Regions from separate parts of the Bombyx mori genome. Here region 2 is linked to region 1. Evidence: chromatin contacts called from public Hi-C data. All regions are on one chromosome and are shown on one strand. Each heading gives the region's core, a stretch centred on a gene start, on an enhancer-like site or on the middle of the called end of the contact. The rest is flanking DNA. Distances are from core to core; before and after follow the strand shown.

Evidence for each region. A called contact is a pair of places that touch in the nucleus more often than the background predicts.
Region 2: a contact with region 1 is called in a Hi-C map of whole pupa, with 8 times the contacts expected there. The contact joins two enhancer-like sites. A contact is called at or near these places in 2 of 7 Hi-C or Micro-C datasets (both in whole pupa).

What each region holds. Positions count from the first base shown.
Region 1 is chr19:5,152,833-5,159,286 of ASM3026992v2, reverse strand. The region is part of intron 1 of Hnf-4 (hepatocyte nuclear factor 4); the gene reads left to right. Among protein-coding and RNA genes, the nearest start is that of LOC134200666, 13 kb to the left of the region's middle. Within about 2 kb of position 2,861, at least 2 of the 8 cell types and tissues checked have open chromatin away from gene starts, as enhancers often do.
Region 2 is chr19:5,186,936-5,193,389 of ASM3026992v2, reverse strand. LOC101736248 (protein twisted gastrulation) reads left to right here. Exons shown (of 5, transcript XM_004933371.5): 5 at 3,189-5,482. The coding sequence ends at 3,297. Among protein-coding and RNA genes, the nearest start is that of LOC119629974, 9.6 kb to the right of the region's middle. Within about 2 kb of position 2,324, at least 4 of the 8 cell types and tissues checked have open chromatin away from gene starts, as enhancers often do.

The DNA of each region.
Region 1 (6,454 bases), core at 1,612-4,111:
TCAACGTTTGCATATTATTATTATTATTATTATTTCCTACCTATGCTGATAGCCTTGAAAGGCTATTTCAGCTTCTCCTTGACATGTAGGTGAGTTGACGGGGCTCAAGCCGGGAGTGTTGCTAACACTGGCCCTAGCAAGAGGAGTGCTTCGCAGAATCTACCACCGGATCGGAAACGCAGCCCACTGAGAAGATCCGGTGAGGAACTCAGTGGACTTTAATATTAAGTTAGCACAATTTACAAATTCAAAGTTTAAGCTGTAAAAGTAATTTTAATTAGGCACTATTAGTAGTCGTATGCTGCTTGAAATAAAAATAAATTATCGTTATAATTACAACAGATATATTAATTGTAATTAGTATAAATTTTTTTGCCACGTAGGTACCATCCGGCTATGGAATGAGCTCCCCTCCACGGTGTTTCCCGAGCGCTATGACATGTCCTTCTTCAAACGAGGCTTGTGGAGAGTATTAAGCGGTAGGCAGCGGCTTGGCTCTGCCCCTGGCATTGCTGAAGTCCATGGGCGACGGTAACCACTCACCGTCAGGCGGGCCGTATGCCCGTCTGCATACAAAAGCAATTAAAAAAAAATATTGCTATCTGGCTATTGACCCTGATGATTTTGGAATCAAATGTAAAGAGACCGTTCTCGAAAGGAAAAAACGAGAATTACCGTTATAGTATAAACATGAGCATAAACACACTGAAAGGTTTAGTTTCGTTTTGTGTGTTATACCGAGTTTGAAATCAAAAAGCAACATCGAAATCGGTTCACAACAAAATTCTGAGTTAACCGACATAAAAAAAACAGTCGAATTGAGAACTTCCACCCTTTTTGAAGCTAGTTAAAAAAAGGAAAATCGTTTGATAAACAGAAGAGATATTCAACTTTTTTGGATTTGCGTATGTATGTCTATTAATTATTGATTAGTTAGTTGATTAGTTGAACGTCAAGGAGAAGCTGAAATAGCCTCTCAGGACATAAAGGTCTTAGAAATTTCTATTCGATCCAACTGATCCCCTCTTTTTATTCCTACCTATGTTGTTAGCCTTGAGAGGCTAAAACAGAGTTACCCTAGCGTGTAAGTGGGCTCTCGTGGCTCAAACCAGGAGGCGTTGCTAACACTGGCCCTAGCCATAGCCGTGCTTCGCAGAATCTACCACCGGATCGGAAACACGACCCACTGAGAAGATCCGGCGAGAAACTCAGTGGACTAGGTCTATAGGCTAGTTTACTCGCCGAACCCTTCGTCACAAGCGACGGGTTCGATGAGAACGGTAACGATCCCCTCTCGGTGTTGCAGCAGCTTTGTGCTGGATCACCGTATCCAATGAGCTGGTCGAAGACCTCGAAACATCACTTAACCCACAGCATCAGCCGGCTAATTTGTCGCCGGAAAATTTCAGCGGGATACGATTCCGATTCGGTGGTAAATGCATTCGTGAAGCGGTTGCCTTTGAGATACTAGGTTCCTTGAATCAAGCGAAAGTCAGAAGCGAGTGAAAATTCTTTCAATGAAAACAAATTGTGTAGTTTCTAACATGCTGCCAATTTCTACAGCGAAACATTCAAAACAATGCATTTCAATTCGACCTCACGGTTCAAGGTGATCCATTGCATTATTTTCTTTTGCTATTCAGATATGTAATGACTTTTTTGGCCTACCTATTCTAGTGAGCGGGGTTTCTACCCCGAAACATACAAAACAATGCATTTCAATTCGACCTCACGGTTCAAGGTGATCCGTTGCGTTCTTTCCATTTCTATTCAGATAGCCTATAGTAATGACTTTTTTTGCCTACCTATTCTAGTAAGTAGGGTTATACTAGATTTTCCGAACGTGAAGGCGAGTTCTTGGGGCTCAGCCTGGTGAAGTTGCTAACACTAGCCCTATTAAGGGCATTGTTTGGCTGAATCTACCACCAGACCGGAATCGAGACCCGCTGAGAAGATCCGGTGAAAAACTAAGTGGGTTGCGTCTGATTGTAGAAGTAGCGGATTGGGAAACCATCTGTTTTGATATCAGTTGAATAACGTCTAGAGCTAAAGCGTTGCAGGTATGAATGGATTGTAAAAATGAACCAATGTGTCATTGAATGGCAGCACAGCACACGGCTGCCAAGCGCTAAGAGGTAACAGCCGCGACGCCTTTGCCAAATGCAGCGAGAAGTGTCGTGATACATCATCGGCTGCATATTATTAGATGCGTTGCATAATTACATGTGATGTGTATATGTAAAACAAGTGCTTGCTGTAAAGCTCACATCATCACATTAGACTCTACACGTCTTAAGCTATCCCAGACCTTGACAGATTTTTCCGAGTGATCGACTTAAAACGACCTGTATGCAACGCCTGTTTAAGATCTTTCTCAAACATGTTCCTTCATTGATAAATTTTATTATGAAATATTCCAGCCTGTTTTTCTCCTAAATCTTTTCTATCACAATGACAGTCGATTCTATCTGCTATGTGAGGCAATTTTATTAAATATGAATTAGATTTACGTTAAAGAACTAACAAGCTAGTTAAGTTGATCTTTAAGGCACATTTCCGAATAACATTACTTCTGCGAATATACTTAATCTGGGTTAGATCTCCGATTCAAGACCATTTTTGTTAAAGATCCAATGTGTACAAGCTCCACTCCGCCCTGATTATGAGAGAATTTCTAGAACTTCTTGTACCATTTAAGACTTCTTCCATCGTTCTGTATATTGAAGTAGCAGATCTACCCAACACAAAGCCGTGTTGCAACACAAATTCTGGAATACTTCGACTCAGCGTTATCGCATGAACTTATTTAATCACAATAGTTTGTTTTATTTATCAACTTCACAGCTCTAAATGTGTCGATTGTTAAAGACCGTAAATTACCCATTTATCTTGTTTCGAGAAAGACAATTACAATGCGCGCTATACGACTAATCAGTAGTTATTATAGAATTGTTAATAATAAAATTGGAGAAGACAAATATAAGCTTTCAATGTTATCTTGAAATTCTTGCAGGCATAATATGGTATATATTTTGAGCAATTCGAAGAATTTTTGAGAAGACTTGCACATCAGGAACTGGTGGTAGAACGGAGTGCTATAACTAATAAATTTTATCTGGACTCTCAGTGATAACATCTTCGAGCCAATTTCCGGAGTGAAGCAATCATGGGTTTCCGTTTCAAAGATAAAATCAACAAAAATTCGTGCAGAAGCTTTAGGAATTAAGGTATATATAAAACAAACAGCCATCATATTAGTGTAAGGTTTGTTGTAAAGTAATTAAAATAAAATTTATCATGTTAAAGTTAAGGCAACTTTCGGATTGCCAACTAGCAACACTGTTGGTTCAATGACAGTAGTGGGGACGTGATATAATAAAAAAGGCGGTAGTCTAAAAAAACGGGAGAGAAAGCAGTGTATTCCGTAGTGAGCAGATATCTGAAGATTGTACTAGCGAAATTACAAATAAAGCAATACAGAATTAAGTGAGCTATTAATTGCTATCTGTGTATTTATTTCTTGGCTTTGGAAGCTAAGTCTACATTATGTATATCTCATAAGGTATTAAGAAGTTATACTAACTCAACTGAATTTCAATTCGTATATAAAATCGTCAATTTAAGATAAGCTTTGCATAATTATTAAAGCATTATCATTTATAGCATTTTTTTTTTTTTTTGAAAACAAATATTACTTGCCATATAAACGTTTTGGTATTAAGAGCTTGGATTATCATACAAAATTTATTGTTCAAAAACAACTGAAGCTGTACTTGACACAGTTCTGTTCGTCTATAAATATATATGTTGTTTTCGACTGACTTATGTTTATTTCGTATTTATTATATAACGATGGTGAACGGTATAAATAGACGACGAAGCTACTGTCGAACGTTGAGAAATGCGACTGCGTCTAAATAAAGCTTTGAACTATCCAAAATGCTAACTACATTAATAAAACAAAATGGAAATACAGTTCAATGACACATACAACAATAGTAGTTTCAAACAATTATTATTTAAAAGGTTTTCTGTATAACGATAAAAGGTCAAAAGAGTGCTAATACCAAAATAGAAACAATTAAGTAGTGAGTGAATAAAACTAAATACGTGTTTTTTTTTGTCTCATGTACATCTACTGAATCTACGAGTTCTACGACCCTATCACTTGAGACAGTGTGGAACCAAACCTACTTTCCTAATATTCTTATAACGTAGTATTAACTTCCAACGTTTCAAACACTACAGTTTACGTGATCACAGATAATCAGTCATCGGACTGAAATAATATGAATTAAAAAAATAAATAACGCGAGATCAAGCCGTAACAGTTTATATAACATATGTACATATAGATTGCTAGACAGGGCTACCCGTGATCCTATTGCTTGCGACACTGCCGAAATATCAGAAACTAACTAAAATTCGTGGGATGAACCCGTTAAATAATAGTATTTATAATGTAGATAATGATCCTAGAAAGTTTCTAATATTTGGAAGCCATGGTATAGTTTTCTAATTTGTAAGCTCTTAGGCTAACGAGCTCTTCAGTGATTACTCATTTTGAAGTACCCACTTACAAATAAAAGAAAATGTTACATAATGCAAAACTGTCATTTGGAAGCGGTATCTTAAAACTGTGTAACGAGCAATGGGATGTATTTCGTTGTTGGCATTATCACGCTATCTTAAAGTCAAGATAAACACGACCTATTGCCCAAGAAGAACCCCAATCCTGAGACGAACCGGTGAAATAAGCTTGGCAGGTATGTCTTATTAGCTAGGTGCTAAAAGAGCAGCATTGCGGCAAAGGATACCCTGAACGGCTACCTACCAAGCTATGGTAAGTCTATTGAATTCGGTATTCATCAAATTACCCATCCTTCTTTTCGTATCGTTTCGTCACCAACATATTGCTGGGAAATGATTTGCCTTATTCATATAAAGATCCGCATTTTATATGATCAGTTAGATCGAAACCTAGAGAGAAAATGTTAATCAGAGATATGCACTGAGAAAAAGAAATAGCAGAGCAAGCGCTTATCAAACAAGAATCAACATGGCTGCACGTCAGTATACAACAATCGTTTGCACAGAACTTATAAGATAAAAAATTTAAAACAAGAAAACGTGAACCTCATAAATTAATTTGAAGCTTTCTAACTGAATCTTTATGTTTGATGTGCATTAAATAATGAAATATGTTGATAATAAACGAAAAACGAAAAGGCTAAATGTCGGAAAATGTATTTTGTGAAGAACTATAAATAATAAACTCTCAAAAAAGCAACGCAAATTTGTTAATCAGTCTTCGCCATTACTGGATGTTATCGCATACGAATGTACGATAAAGTGATAGATAACATTACAGGACTTGCAGCTATAAACTAAGTGTCATTTTCTGAACACCTTGATCCTTCAATATAAAAAGTATAGATAGAATGTACCTACACTTCTAGAGTTCATTGCAAATAATCTTGTATCGAAAATTAAATGCCCTTCCTTGGAGATAACACCCAGAAATCAGAACAGCTAGGGTAAATAGTTATTTTACTAAAATTACATTTTATACTTTAATTGAATATAGGGAACAAAAATGCTTAAGTGTCTATTTAAAATTACATATCAAAATTTGTTTTTCAATTCAAACACAACGTGTACCACTAATAACCATTTATTAGTCAATTCCAAAACAGAAGAAACGTCCAAAAAATGATAAATTCAGTATTTTTCATGTAGCAAACTAGATGGCGTTGCTGTGAAATAACGAACTAAACATTTTGTGATTCGTAGCACTGCAAAATAATAATAAAAAATATGAGATTTTTGACGGGAAAGCAATCAGAAAAGTCGTGGGTATTTGTGATATTATTTATTTTGTTAATTTCGTGTCTTCTGGTTTCATTGCTTAATAACGGTAGGTTAATAATCGTTCGGCATCTGTAAAAGTGTATAAATATTGAATAATTGAAACAAAATCGCTGGGTGTGGCTCGTCGGGCTCGTTCAAAAACTCCATTAATCTCGGTTAATTATTACCATTACTCTGGATCATTATTTCATTTCATCGAATTACATTGTGCTCCAATTAGAAAGTGATTGTCGTCATAATTAATTTTTGGCTAAAAATCTAGAATCCAGCTAATAAATATATAAAAAAAAGTCAATGGTCGCGTTTTTGACGTTGACAGTTTTGGCAGTACAGTTTTGACAGTAGGATTTCAAAGTGACAACTGTGACAAGTTGTGCAGCTGTCAAAAAGCAAGTAATTAAGGGCCAAAATGTTTGGACAGACTTTTATTTATTAATTGCTTTAAATTGTATTTCGTGCCTAAAACAAGTGAAAAAGTTACAAATCTTTAATTACTGCGTATATACATAATCATGGGACTTCGAGATTCAGGTAAGTTTTTCTTGCGTAGATACAATCGTCACAAACAAGTTAATTAAAACGA
Region 2 (6,454 bases), core at 1,075-3,574, 35 kb before region 1:
TACCCTTCAAACCGAAACACATTACTGCTTCACGGCAGAAATAGGCGGGGTGGTGGTACCTACCCGTGCGGACTCACAAGAGGTCTTACCACCAGTATAGTCTAGTCGACAAGTTAAAAATGGTGTTAATTCGACATACTACTGCTAAAATTATGTGGTTTAGCTCATTCGATTCGGAATAATGTCTAGACCATTGTGCTAAAAAATTGAATTAGCACATAAAAAATTCCAAAAGTTATTAACAATTAAACACCTTAAAAAAATAGCGTTTCGTTTATGGCTTATTGTCCGTAAACTATAAACATTTTCGAAATTTGAAAAAAAGATCCTTAAAGAGGAGGAAATTTAGTAAAAAAAAGTTCCAACTCCCGGAACTGTAGCTCCATTATTTATAATTTTAATTTAACGCTGAAAATAGCCCGCCGCGCGCCATTGTTAGGTTGCGCGCACGGCCTCGAAAGCGAGTACGTCACTTAAAAAAATTTTTTTCAAGTACTTAAAGTTAATTGAAAAATCTAAAAAAATTATTGCATAATCTAAACACTTTAAAAAATTTATTCCCTTTGGAATTTTTTATAAAAACATATTTTTCAATATTCTAGACGATTGTTAATTAAGAAAAAAATTTCCAATTTCCATCATCCTTCTAAACTAAAAAAAATGTTTAAATAATTACCTTAAAATTATTTCGCTTCGTGGACCTCTTCTTATAAATATATTAAACAAGATTGCGTCGTCTAAGTTATGAAATTGTTAATATTTTGTTAATAATAATTTTTTTAAGTTAACAAAAAAGAAAAAGAACAATTATGTTGTAAAGAATGTTTTTTTCTTTATTTACTATTATATTTTCGTTTTTATGTCAATAAGAGACATCTTTTAATAAAATATATACTATATAATAAAATATATAATAAAAACGAAAATATAATAATAAATAAAGAAAAAAAAATTCTTTACAACATAATTGTTCTTTTTCTTTTTTGTTAACTTAAAAAAATTATTATTAACAAAATATTAACAATTTCATAACTTAGACGACGCAATCTTGTTTAATATATTTATAAGAAGAGGTCCACGAAGCGAAATAATTTTAAGGTAATTATTTAAACATTTTTTTTAGTTTAGAAGGATGATGGAAATTGGAAAAATTTTTCTTAATTAACAATCGTCTAGAATATTGAAAAATATGTTTTTATAAAAAATTCCAACGGGAATAAATTTTCTAAAGTGTTTAGATTATGCAATATTTTTTTTAGATGTTTCAATTAACTTTAAGTACTTGAAAAAAAATTTTTTAAGTGACGTACTCGCTTTCGATGCCGTGCGCGCAACCTAACAATGGCGCGCGGCGGGCTATTTTCAGCGTTAAATTAAAATTATAAATAATGGAGCTACAGTTCCGGGAGTTGGAACTTTTTTTTACTAAATTTCCTCCTCTTTAAGGATCTTTTTTTCAAATTTCGAAAATGTTTATAGTTTACGGACAATAAGCCATAAACGAAACGCTATTTTTTGAAGGTGTTTAATTGTTAATAACTTTTGGAATTTTTTATGTGCTAATTCAATTTTTTAGCACAATGGTCTAGACATTATTCCGAATCGAATGAGCTAAACCACATAATTTTAGCAGTAGTATGTCGAATTAACACCATTTTTAACTTGTCGACTAGACTAGTATGTCAGATACGAAGATAGTCTTGTGATTCCAAAGTACATAAAGATTTTTATTTTGTTTGTACTTTATATTGAATATTATTATACTGTATTTATAGAATATATACTTAGTAAATTCAACCAATCAATTAAATACTCAGTACAATAAACAACTCGCGCTTATATCGTCGTGGCCTAAAGGATAAGGCGTCCGGTGCATTCATATCGAGTGACTCGACTTTACCGATGTTCGAATCCCGCAGGCAGATATCAATTATTTTTGTAATGCAATGCGTACTTAACTCATTTAGATTATGGGGGTAATTTAGACGGATTATTGCAAATTTTATTATTTCATCAATGGTTGTGTCATTGTGATCGGAATTGTTCATTAAAAAAAATATCATTACGTCTTCAATTATTAAAAGACTCGTTTTCAAACCTGAACTATATCGATATATTTGATCCGATTTTTTATGTAACGTTTTATGGGTGTTATTACAGACGGCGGTGTTACCTATGTGATGGTGACCGTTAGATTGGTTCTTCGGTTGGACAGTGACCACCGTTGTCCATGGACACTAACAATGCCATACCGATACAATGCAATAGGGGAGGCGGGTGGTTCGACAGTAAAAAGGATTACCTCGGACAGTCCTTAGAACAAGTCCCCGTGAAACATACGGTACAGAGAGAACCGAAGTTCCTTTCTGTCTGTGGTCTGGGTCTACCATAGGGTCCACATGATTGATAAAAACGGGATTATAGATAATTCGAACGCCCCTCGCCCCTATATTATATCAAAGAGCTAGTATTTGGGAGCCGAGGAATAGTGCTTTATCAATCAAAGCTTATGTCCAAGCGTCACAATCATATAGCTGTGCTCTGTTGAGAATTCCCAACATTTTAGAAGTCAACTTCGCTTTACCATACCTATGACAGTACCAAACTCCTATTGATAAGGGATTATATGCATACACACTTTTTTATTACATAGGTGGACGAACTCACAGCCAATCTGGTGTTAAGCGGCTACCAAAGTCCATAGACATTAACAATGTAAATGCCACGCACCTTAAAACATGAGTTTTTATTATATACTAGAGGTCCCGCAGTAGTCAAAATTCGACTATAATTAATTTGAATTATAAGTTTGTACACTATTATGATTGTATTTTCAACGCCAAGACTACACTATAGAAAAATATTAATAAAGACAAACAATATTTAATCTATTCTCAATTTGACCACAGACGTCAAGAATGTGTGTGTCAAATACATGGTAGTGTGTGTAATGTTTTCTTTATTGATTTAATGTATCTTTTTTGCATTATTTAAAAAAAATATTAGCATTGTGCACTTCTCTATAGTCTCTATAAGTGTAGAAAATTTCATACTTCTCCGTCCGCGCAATTTTCGTAAAAAGGGATACAAAGTTTTTGCTTCACGTATTAATATATAGATATATTGTGAAGTAAAAATAACGAGCTTAATAAACAAATCAATTAAAATGTTTTGTGTTATCTTTCCAGGTGTCTTGCCTGCCCGGGTGGGAAGGAAACTTCGATTAATGCTATCGATGAAGAACTCACGTATGACGACTTGGACTACGGAGAAGACGTTGACGCGCAATCTATTTAAAACAAATATTCGGTATTCACAACTTTAAATACATACACTCGTATATTATTATGTACATTGGACTTTTGGCGGGAACGCGAAGAGCGAAATTGTGTAAATTGTTTTCTTTTTTAAATTAGTGTTTCTTCACGTTTCAATGTGTAATAACGGTGGTTTATTAACTGTTTAGCATCTGTGAAAGTACACAAATAAACAAAGCCATTTGGACGTAGCTTCTCGGATTCTTCCAAAAGGTCAAAGGAAAATGTCTGTAAATAATCACCGTTTTACTAAGATTTTATTTAATGCTATCTCGTCTCGATTCATTTAATTTCATCCCAATTGAAGAGTCTTAAATTGATCAACTTCATCTCGTTTCGCATAACAAGAAGTTATAATAGAAGCTTCTTGTTATAATAGAATATAAGAGGAAAATATTAGACTTGGCTTAAAGGACTCGTTACCAGGCCATAAGAATCTCCAAAAAAAACGTGTATTTTCAGAAATCTTTGTACTGTCCGATCAATTGTTGAAGTATTGCCATAAGTGAAGTCACATATTTTTTTTGCTGCTAAATATTAAATAGATCTGAAATGATAATGCGAGTATTCGAAAATACCAGAGGAGGTATGTTTAAAATTGAAGACTACTCATTCTAATGAAAGATTTAGCATTTTAAGTTTAGTGCACAATGTTATAAGGGTTATAATTATGCGAACAGAAAAAAAAATAGCTGACATAAATTGAATTCTTGGTTAGCGAAAATAAGGTAAATAGTTTAAGTAAGATATTCTTAAAAATGTATTTAATTTACTTGCAATACCTACAGCTTACTAATGCTCAGAAGCTACGTGAATTGTTTTTTTAAAACATGTTTTCAACACAGTTTTCACCAAAACCTTTCAAAATTTTTACTTGAATTAAGTTTTTTATTTTTCGTACAACAATTGCTAAATGTATTTAGTGCCATGATATTGCTTCAGTTTAGCCCAAATCAAAATATAGATATTTAATTTGATTTCAAATGTTTACATTTGACGAAGCTGTCCCTTTGGTCGTAATAAATACACGCTAAATCTTTGATGCAAACTGTGAATCTCACTTACGACATTTTCAAAATAAGCTTGCTTATATAAAAGTTCCGAACAACTAAATCCGGACCGTTGATCTACTGAGCAATATCATTCACTCGGTCGATGATCTTTTGTCATTAACCATCCTCAAAACAGGGAAATATACTTGAAATAAAATTATTTAATTTGAAACGTCTACAAACACGAGAATAATTATATTGATTTTATTCTTAATTTTCTTATTATTGTCTGCAGGGCCGTTTTATTTTTACCTAATAAATAAGAGACTTCATTTGCGGAAAATGAGTTTTTTTTTCTGTTTTTAATACACATTTAGCTTAACCTGTGTCGTATGTAGCAAGCGGAGTCTTTCAACGTAGTGAATTACACCAGTACTCAAGACGTTTGATTAACTTATAATTTTACGTACGTATCAAGGACCGACGACAATACGATAATTTTATTACTTTGGCCTAATACCCTGAGTAGAAGTACTAGATTTAAAAAAAATCTACTTGAATTTACACTTCGGCTTACTATCAGAGCGTGTTATTTTAGTTTCTAAACTACGTACTGTATTCATAAGACGATAAAATACATTTTACTTTAAGCAATATTTATGTAATGATTTTATTAATCTAAGTCTTCATATCTAACGATTTAGTTTGTAACCTTTATTGTTTATAGAACAAAAGAAAGGATCATTGTATTCGCCTAATTTCCGTCCTTTATGAATGAATCTCTATATTTTTAATATTATATACACGTCTATAGGTGTAAGTGCTTTCAAAATGTATACAATTTCTTGTAATGGAATCTCAAAGTGCCAAAAGTGTTGCTTGTACAAAATTTTGCCATTTATAATGTTGCCAGTGTACTGCCAATGAAATATCTCAGTGCAGTCATATTTATTAAAAGTATTTTTGCTTTATTTTGTATTTTTATGTCTTCACGTTTTGGCTATAGTCATTTTATTATAAATACTCATGTTGAAACTTGACTTGGTCACAAATTTTCATAGAGTAAAAATATTGAACAAGAAATGCTAGTTTTGTACTTCTGATTTATAAAAGTGCTTTTTCAAGTCACAAAGTTGTATGCAATTTTTTTTAAATAAATAAATGAATATTTTAGTTAATTATTTTATTTCTGTGTCTGGGATGTAAATATGCTGCGAAGTTTTCTACTATGAATAACACGCGAAATTTAAAGTTTATTCAAAATTTATCCTTTTTTTTAAATGGTAGGTATAATATAGGTTACACTAGGATGTCCACTAAGGCGTCTCGCTACGTATATTCTGTTAAAATAGTTAGGCAACATTAATTTGCACAAAGGTATACCCTTACTCTTTCATTCAACAAAATCGTCGAAATTGTCGTGGCCTAAAGGATAAAACGGTGCATTCGTATTTAGGGAATCCCGCAGGCGGGTATCAATTTTTCTAATGAAATACGTACTGAACAAATGTTCACGATTGACTTCCACGGTGAAGGAATAACGTCGTGTAATAAAAATCAAACCCGCAAAATTAAAATTTGCGTGGTGGTAGTACCTCTTGGGAGTCCGCACGGGTAGGTACCACCACCGTGCCTATTTCTGCCGTGAAGCAGATCCGTTTCGGTTTGAAGGGTAGGGCAGCCGTTGTAACTATACTGAGACCTTAGAACTTAAATCTCAAGGTGGGTAGCGCATTTACGTTGTAGATGTCTATGGGCTCCAGTAACCACTTAATACCAGATGGGCTCTGAGCTCTTCCACCCATCTAAGCAATAAAAAAATAATAATAAAACATGTTTGAGGAAGGTCTTAAACAGGCGTTGCCTACAGGTCGTTAAAGCCGATCATTCGGAAAATCTATCAAGGTCTGGGATAGCTTATGACTAAACTCACGAAACTATAGAAAGATAGCAACATTCCGTAACACAAATGTCAAAACTGATAGCATCACTTACCGACATGCCTATAGGTACCTGAAGAACTAAGTATAGCCGAAGGTAGAGAAAGGCGGAGAGGAGTTGTGCAACGGGTGATGAGAGAACAGTACTAGAGTCGACTTACAGAAAAGAAGATGCAGATTCAGAACTATATTTTGGGTTTCCTTA